2 separate regions of the Mus musculus genome follow, and region 1 is linked to region 2. Evidence: chromatin contacts called from public Hi-C data. All regions are on one chromosome and are shown on one strand. The core of a region is the stretch at or near the end of the contact, and the rest is flanking DNA. Distances in the headings are between cores, read along the strand shown.

What was found. Hi-C and Micro-C count contacts between places; a contact is called where the count stands out from the background.
Region 1: a Hi-C map of double positive thymocytes shows a contact between it and region 2, with 7 times the contacts expected there. The contact joins two enhancer-like sites. A contact is called at or near these places in 1 of 15 datasets of contacts at CTCF or cohesin (thymocytes), 7 of 484 Hi-C or Micro-C datasets (CD4 T cells, cerebral cortex, cortical neurons and 2 more) and 4 of 115 datasets of contacts at active chromatin or transcription factors (SST interneurons, double positive thymocytes, regulatory T cell precursor and 1 more).

The regions. Positions count from the first base shown.
Region 1 is chr17:52,460,215-52,464,822 of GRCm38.p6, forward strand. No RefSeq gene overlaps it. Among named protein-coding and RNA genes, the nearest start is that of Gm27217, 140 kb to the right of the region's middle. Within about 2 kb of position 2,202, at least 29 of the 459 cell types and tissues checked have an H3K27ac peak or open chromatin away from gene starts, as enhancers often do. A contact at or near this core is called in double positive thymocytes, where this site is marked.
Region 2 is chr17:52,316,059-52,320,489 of GRCm38.p6, forward strand. The region is part of intron 2 of Gm41600 (predicted gene, 41600); the gene reads left to right. Among named protein-coding and RNA genes, the nearest start is that of Gm41600, 14 kb to the left of the region's middle. Within about 2 kb of position 1,348, at least 8 of the 459 cell types and tissues checked have an H3K27ac peak or open chromatin away from gene starts, as enhancers often do. A contact at or near this core is called in double positive thymocytes, where this site is marked.

The sequences.
Region 1 (4,608 bases), core at 952-3,451, 150 kb after region 2:
TTACTCTATTACTTTGTATTAAATTATAATGGAAAATTCCACTAGAGAATTGAAGCCTAATTGCATCTTAATTTGCATAATTTTGCATATTAATTACATCTCCGATGAATAATAAATTTCAGCAGATTTTTAATTTATGCATAGACACAAAAACAAGTGGAGAAATAATTTAGAAAAAAAAATACCAGCAACTATTACTTAGGGCATTCAACTAATTTTGCTTAGTTTAGCAAAACAAAACTTGGTTTGTTTGATATGGCATCTTTAGGCTGATTGCTGTTTATTGCATAATATGTCTCAAAGCATAGGTGCAGACATGGCTTTTCTTAATAAAAGAGGAGGGGGTTCAATTATAGCATTTTAAGTTTAGAGATTTTATAGTTTGCTAAACCTGTTTTGGGGATAACGTCTCTTTTTAGTTGGAAATATCTTTAATTGTAATTCCTTTTTAAAAACTGAAGATTAATTTCTGTTGTTGCTATTTTAAATGCAAGGGATTACAAAAAATAGAATATAAAAAAATACTTTGGTGAAGGCAACCACTTATAAAATGTGTCAAATGATTCCTTATTTTGAATCTATGGTGAAGTAGCTCAAAATTATTTCTGTGATTTTACATGAGCAATTCAAAGAAAGAATTCCCATGCAGGTTGTTGTTTTGTTGGGAAATCACTGTGCAGAGGAATGGCTTTTAAACCTAGCTGCTATTTTCTGATTATTTTCTTTGTTTATCAGTATCCTAGTCTAAGCAGTAACATTTGCTTTTGATTGCTAGAGACCTCGATTTTAAATTTCTTACCTTTGGCCTGATATTTATTAAATAAATGGAGCAGTTTTCTATAATTAATACATATAAAGCTATCTTTACATCAAAAGTCACAATAAAACATGACTTGGTATTTCTCAAATGATAATACATCTGTGAAAATTCAATTTGTCCACCTTTGCCTCAAAACAAGCCTTCATGTTTTACTGTTGAAGCAAATGCCAAAGAAGGGGGCCCTGGGTGCTGCCTCCTTAAGTCTAATACTATGATCATTTGGCAAATTATACAAAAGGAGAAGATGACAACATCCCAATAAATCAGGAAACTGTCAAGATTAATAATCTTAGCCGTCATCTGTTTTCCTATGAAAGCCCGACTGGCATCAAGCACGTTCCAGTTTATTCTGCCCTTCTTCTGGTTGGGAAACTGGATTTGTGCCAGCCTGGTGGCACACGACCTCCAGGAAGCCATCCTGTATGCCTTCTATCGTATTAGTCTGCATTTTGCCAGTCGCGCTGTTTCACGGGGCTGCAAGCAAGAACTCCTTAGGACACATGCGCCCTTCTCCCGTTTCTGATCAGCATTATCACTTGCTACAGACGGGAGACAATCTTGAGCTTAAAAGTCTGCATTTCTGTTTGTTTCCTTACATTCTAATATTTGCTGTTTGGTTTTAAAAGTTTTCCTCAGCTCAGACAAAGTAGAACCAATGAAAGAAATAAAATAAAGGCCCGACGTTCTATTGTCAGTACAAGGCCTTGCCTCTCTGGTTTCTGTTACTGGATGACAGACCTTTGGTTACTCAGGTATTTAAAAGCTGATCATTCAGCCATCCAAAATAGAACTGTGTCCGTGATCACATCTGTCTCTACTTTTTTGTTCAAGCCTTTTGATCAGGTTCTTACATTAAAGAGGGATTTGAGCTGGCTGAGTTCCTCGGGGAGGGGAGGGGGAAGAAAAAAAAATGATTCCAACATTTGAACAATGGTTCCCTCTTGTGGCCAGGCTTCAGGACTGCTGTTCAGGAAATCGAGAGCGGTGAAAAGTCTCTCCTGATGCTTAGACTTTTGTGCAACCTGCTGTATACCTACTGGCACCTGGTTTGGAGACCCTTCCTTCAGGTTCCAGTCACTGGTCCTATTTTTAGCATGGTGTAAGCTTTGTAGATTGAGGAGACAGCGGAACCCAGCTGTTCTGTGCTCATCATTGCTCTTATGCAGAGAAAAATCTTCCTTTGGAACAGCGTAGTGTCCGTATTTTAGGGAAAAAAAATTGAAGTTGTTAATGAGTATTTGGGGGAAAGGCTGTCTGGCTCTCATTATAGGGTTCAGAAGTGTATTTAGACTCCATAAGTCAAAGCATTCATAATCTCCTGAGGGAGCATTTCTGGTGTAGAATTAAGTCTAGACTGTGCTCATTCGTTTAGGCATTTTCATCTTTGAGGGTAAGAGCCTACAACACGACCAGTTACTCGCAGATGGGCCTCCCATGCCCCTTTCATCCATTCTCAAATAGACTTATTCGATCTGACTTCCTGATGGGACAACACTTGGTCTAATGTAGCATCTGTCAAAGCCCCCGCACAGGTCCTCACGGTGTTGAACCATGCTTAGAGTGGCGACTGCCAGAAGATGCCCCTTTAAACAGACTTTCCCCTCTTTAAGATCATATTCAATGGAGAAGTAAGCTACTGCGACATTGACAGGAATCTGCTCTTGCATACATGAGACTTTAAATATCAAGGAAAAATTGTAGCTGTCCGTGCAACAAGATGAATGCAATGTGTGTGTGTGTGTGTGTGTGTGTGTGTGTGTGTGTGTGAGTGTGTGTGTGTGTGTGTGTGTGTGTGTGTGTGTGTGTAATACAATTCTAGGTATAGAAACATTCTCTCTCAATGCTGTTCTAGGGATCCCATTTAAGGAATGAAAGCTTTTGTATTTGTCAAGGCATTTCCAGGCCACAATTCTTATTTACCTCACAGTTTGTTTGGAAGTTTTACATGGTAAACAATATTCAGGGTAGAAATGGAAGCAGTCTTGCCAATCCTGGACAACATTGTCAGTTGCCAGGAATCAAGACTACAGAGCTTTAGTAATTATTATTTTTTAATTGTACCTATGAACATGTAACGTATGTAAAACATGCGCATGCACATCTGTGCCAGGATATGTATGTTAAAGTCAGAGGACCGCTTTAGGAGTCAATTCTTCTCCCTCTGCTCTATGCATCCCGGGGACAGAATCCAGACCCTCAGTCTTAGCAGCAGACACACTGACCTACTGACCCATTTCGCAGACAAATGCAGGTGTAATTGCTCATATACTACTTTTTCTCTTGAGGGCAAACAAAGCTTTCTGATGCTCTCACATTCACTTGCAATATGAGTCATGTCAGAAGCACAGCTAGGTCAGTAGAGAATAGGGCTACTTCAGTTTAAGTTAGCCCAAACTTCAATATTAAAAAGAATGGCTTGCTTTTCTCCAAGTAGCGGACTTCAAAACAACTAAGGCTTCCTGTCATTGCTTTCAGCAGCTCCCCCTCCCTTTTCTTCACTGTTTCTTGGGAGGTGTCCTCCATGTGGTTTCTTTGTCAGGTAATAGGTGCCTGGCCGAAAGCTCCCCAAAGAGTCCATGCCCAATCCCCTGATTCCTTTCCCTTTTGTTCTGCCTGTTTGTTCAATAGAACAACCCAGGTTTGAATGGCGCATGGCTATAGCAGTTTCCCCGTAGCACATGCTTCTCAGCAGCTTGTGGACATTTAAAAAAAATTAATTAGTATCATCTGACTTCTGCAGGAAACCCATCCTCAAACCCAGTGTCTCTCTCTACTTTGCCCTTCTTATCTGTCTCTGCCTCTACCTAAGTCTCAGTCGCTATCCCTCTGTCTCTGTCTCTCTCCCTGACTCCCCCCCCCCCAAGAGATTAGCAATCTAATTCATTTGCACAAGAATAATAACCAACAAAAATCCATCTGGCTCTTCATTTTCTTTCTCTTAAAGGATCACAGAAGCCCTTGGAAGTTAGCAAAAACAAATAAGGAAAGAGGAAAAGTGTAAACTGAAGGGACCTAAGTTTTAGATGTAACAATTCATTCAAATTTTAAGTGAAATATTCAGGGCTTAGATGAATAGATAGTTTCTAGCTCTTATTTTGTCACATGGAGTTTAGAGACAGTTCAGAAACTGATTGTTTAGCCAATGATTTAATAAAGGATATTTTTAACAACAGAAAAACATGGAACAAAATCTCACGGAGAGTAAAAAAGAAGTCTTTTTTTATTGCCTTCTAAGCTTTTGGAAAATGGCAGGTTCACCTCCCTTGTGTCGTGCCTTGATGTGATTGGAGCAACTGAGCATATGTTTCTGAGCACAAGTCCACTGGAGCTCAGAGTGGCCTGTCTGTCCTTCAGGAGCTGGTCACATTCACCTCTTCTAAGAGACTTCCTTGATTTCCCATACATGCATGAACAGTGCTGTCATTAGCTCTCATTAGGCATTGTTTGATTTTCATCTGCCGTATTTTAAATTTGATTGCTTTTTTATCATGTTCCCTGTCTCCAGGTTGTAACTCCCATGGGGTCAAGAATTCTTACCACTTGCTTTTAAGCAGCACTCCACAAATGTCAATTGACCAAACAAACCCAAATCTAACAGAAAGTAGTATGATTTAAACAGGAGTTAATTTTCTCCCCCTAGACCAATAATTTCTTATGGGAATAGAGAAAGGATTAAATGTACTAAGAGGTAGAGTTGAGCTGCTTCCATCAATCAAGCTGGAGATGAAGGCAAGTCCAAAAGGAAGGCAGAACTTTCCCTGCTCATCTTTCAATCCCCCATGAAGTTT
Region 2 (4,431 bases), core at 98-2,597:
AGAGGTGGGTGTGGGTGATATACACAAGTCACAGAGGGTGAGGCACACTGCCTTGGGTAGATTTTCTTCATCCGCAGGCTTTCAAAAGTCTTCATTATTCACTGGGGAATTGTGATCTTCTAGAAAGAGACTAAGATACATGGCTCAGGCCTATGTGATCCGAGGACCCTTTTGTCATAGACTGTTACATCATACTAGAATACCTTCTTGGGAAATATGGACCTAATCATAAGTAGTAGAACAGACCTAGGAAAAGATTTATTTTTATAGGGCAGTAAAATCCTTTTTTTTCAGGTCAGGGAAGACTTATTCAGGGATGAGATGTGGAGTTCTCATAACCCAAGGCAGCCATTGGGGAGATTTCATTCCAATGAAGCAGTTAGATGAGTGAAAACAAATGAACATAAAATAAGTATATAATAACACCTAGGGAGAATTAAACATCTCTCCACTTAACAGCTGTCACAGAGATAATCGTAGCAACTAGATTGATTGTGGAAGATGAAACTGTAAGTTTAAAAGGGAAGCAGCTGAGTTTGCTTATATCACCTGCAAAGGGACTACTTTTCTTTGGCAGATTGATATTGCACAAAGGTTTGAAGTTTCATTAAAGACGTATGGCTGGATGGCGATGTGGTGTGTTACAGAACCTGTGTGGATAATCAGACAATGCATTGTATCGCACTATCAGGAAATGCAATGGTACTAATGCCGCCTGCATCATGCTCTCCCTTGAACAGCACCTTTACACAAAGAAGCAGTTTGACATTGTGTTAAGCCTGTAACAATAAAAATATCATCAGCACATTTATTATATAATGACAGGTGGATGTATGTCCATTGGGATCTCCTTTTCCAATTTTATAATTTTATAACACTTTAGTATCTATTGTAACTTTGAAAAGTAGTTGCTTTCCCATCCTAATAAAGTCCTTGTATGCATAATGAAAGAATTAAAAAAATAAAAAAATGAAATATGAACAGCCAAACAAAAAAAAAAAAGAAAATTGGAGTTACCCATGTCAAGGGGCACTCACACCTGCAGACAGTGCATTCTTCCTCCCTGGTAAACTTCCTGCCGAAAACAGGTCACAGTTAACAGCTGGAGCGACTTGGAGAGGTTTAAAATTTTTTTTAAACAATTAGTTTTATGTTCTTTTAAATAATTGCTTCATTATATTTGGTACATCTGTGCAGGGGTCTGATGATGACATTTGGTAAATTTCCAAATAGCTGGAAAACTGGGGAATACCAGTTAAGCAATCGCAAAAGCCACCTGTCAGTTTTGAAGAGGCTTTCTCAGTGTAAAAGAGAAATTCAACAAAAGAACTGATCCTGTTCTCTGAAGAAATGGCTCTGTTTCAGATGAGGCTATCAGAGCCTATGTTTCCTTTAAGAAGGTAGGCTGTAGGTAGTTCAGTCGAGGCTAACAAAAAATAAGAGGTTTAGAAAGGAATGCCTGTGAGGAAAGGCATACAACCTGGAGATATCCATTCAAGTCAAAGGAGACAGAGGGGAGACATAGCTATCTACCAGAGGTTCAAATGATGTTCCAGGCGGGAATGTACATTAGCCACAGTAGAAAAGGACAGTTCAGAGAAAAGAGCTGAGCCCACTTTACTTAATATTAAGAACAATTTTTAAAAACAACCATTCAAAGAATGCAGTTGTCTGTCATTGGAGTCTAGGGCTTACAGTTATCGAATGGAGAGCAGGTCCTTAGCAATGGCTGGAAATCCCTTTTTAACAGATCTTGTGCTTAGATTATAGGTGGTAAGATGTCTCTCTGGTTGTAAGTGATCGTGCGATTTTCTGCTTACTCTAATAACATGTTTTGATTCAGAAGCAAATGTACGTCAAGAGATTCACATATCCTTCATGTTGCATACAAAATATTTTCTAGGGATAAATAGGAAATCAAACAGAAGAAAAGAAAGAAACAGAATATTCTTTGACATGTGTGAGACCATGGGTGCACCATCTCAATAAATGACTATTCCTGACTTTATACGAACCAATAAAGACCTTCTTTGCGCTCCGATGTTGCTGGTACTTTAATGCAGGGTTACTTGTATATTAAGTAAGCAATCTACCACAGAACTTGACACTTGACAACAACTCTAATAAATTCCATCTTTCTATTCTTTTTTTTATATTAGGTATCTTTGTTGTTGTTTATTACTTTGTTTGAACCAACCAACTTTATGCCCCATCAACCATCCTTACTTTCAAGAGTGGCTTTTTTAAAAATTTTCTTTTTAAAATTGTTAGATGTAATTATTTTATGTGAGTGTTTTACTTGCATGTATGTCTGTACACCATGTGCATGCATGATGTGCAAGAGGGTCAGGAAAAGGTGTTGGATCCTTTAGAACTATAGTTACAGATGGCTGTAACTCTCGAATTGGGTGCTGAGAATCAAACTTGGATGCTGAAAATTGAACATGGGACCCCTGGAAGAGCAGCCCATGGTTTTAACCACTGAGCCATATCGCTAGGCCTGGGTAACTTTTTACATACAATTAAATGCTTTAATTAAAATTTTGTAGAATATAGATGCTATAGGAAAAAGTTAGCATGGAATATAAATCTGAGTGACTGGGAACACAACTTTAAAAGGAAATTCAGTATTGAACCTTCTGAGAAAGTGACATCTGAGCAAGCAAGAACCTGTGGATCTAAGGCACATCTTCAGGAGGACATCCAGGGAAGGCAAGGATTTAAGAGTATGAAGGACATCTTCAGAAACATATCTAGAATATCCAGTTCCTAAGATAGGACATTTAACTTAGAAATCTAACTGCTACAGGTATATCCTTCCCTATAGTCTTTTCAATATCAAATCAAATCAATTTCTTAGCAAGTGCTACATTCTGATTTGCTTTCCTTAATAAGAAATTCAATTTAGGCATGTCTCAGGACTTGGGAGGTAGAGGTAGGCATATTCCCATGAGTTCAAGGGCACTTTGTACTACATTGTGAATCTCAGGATATTCAGAGCTACAGAGAAAGACTCTTTCTGGGATCTGCAACCCTATAGGTGCAACAACATAATGAACTAACCAGTACCCCGGAACTCTGGACTCTAGCTGCATATGTATCAAAAGATGGCCTAGTTGGCCATCACTGGAAAGAGAGGCCCATTGGACTTGTAAACTTTATATGCCCCAGTACAGGGGAACTCCAGGGCCAAAAAGTGGGAGTGGGTGGGTAGGGGAGTGGGAGGGAGGGTATGGGGGACTTTTGGGATAGCATTGGAAATGTAAATGAGGAAAATACCTAATTTAAAAAAAATAAAGCCACAAGAATCAAATCCTCAAAAAAAAGAAAGAAAGAAAGAAAGACTCTTTCTGAATAAGAATATTATGTAGAAGGAAGATAAAGAGAAGGGTAAGGAGGAGGAGGAATAAGAGGAGGAATAAAACAAGGAGGAAGCTAATTTAATATTTATAAAACTATGTTTTAAAAGCTGAAGAATAAAGCAGAGCTTGTCTAAGTATGTGTATCTACATATAAATTCTTATACATGAATATGTGTGCACACGTGCTTGTTTTTGTATATACTTTATTTTTTGACATTACATGGATTAGTAAAAGTTTATTGACAACCTGTTTGTCATCTCTTGCTTTACTTCTGAAAATTACATTTTAAAAAGTTAAATTTAAGCAAATTATATGATTCTACAACCAGAGTTTAGTTTATTTTCTAAACAACCACTTAGAACCGACTATCCTAAATATGGTACTATCATCCCTAGCAGAAGAAATACTGGTACACAATTATTTTCAATACAGCCTTGACAATTACTTTAATATATCTGCACAGCAATGGGCACCTAATTATGCCATATATATATATATATATATATATATATATATGGCATAAATATATATATATATACATATATATATATATTTACTTATAACTCTTCAACTCATTCAAACATAGGATAAAGATATGTCATCCTCACATGATTGCCTAACTTTTGTAGTCTGAGCATATGCTGGTAATTTGAGCCTGAGAAACTGTAATACATGATATCCTTGAGAGTGTGGTCTGGACCTGAACTTTCTCAGATTTCAGTTAAGTATGTGTGGGTGTGGCTGGGTGTGAAGATGGAAGACAGTAGTTTTCTCTTCCTAGCAGGAGCAATCTGGCTTATTTACTTAAACAAATCAACTAACCAATAAATCATCAATCAACCTACCAACAAACAAATAAAGAAATCCTTAATTCCTTTTGCTGAGCATGAGCAAATTATTCTTCCCCAAACAACAGATAACTCAAGAAATACACATTACACAGGACACTAGGCTGTTTCCTGCCATTTCCATATGTTCCTCTTTGTCTACCTCCTGCTTGCTGCCTTCCTCCATTACTAGTTCCCCACCCACTGATCTGCTCTCTCTTCTTTCTGTCTTCCCTATTTT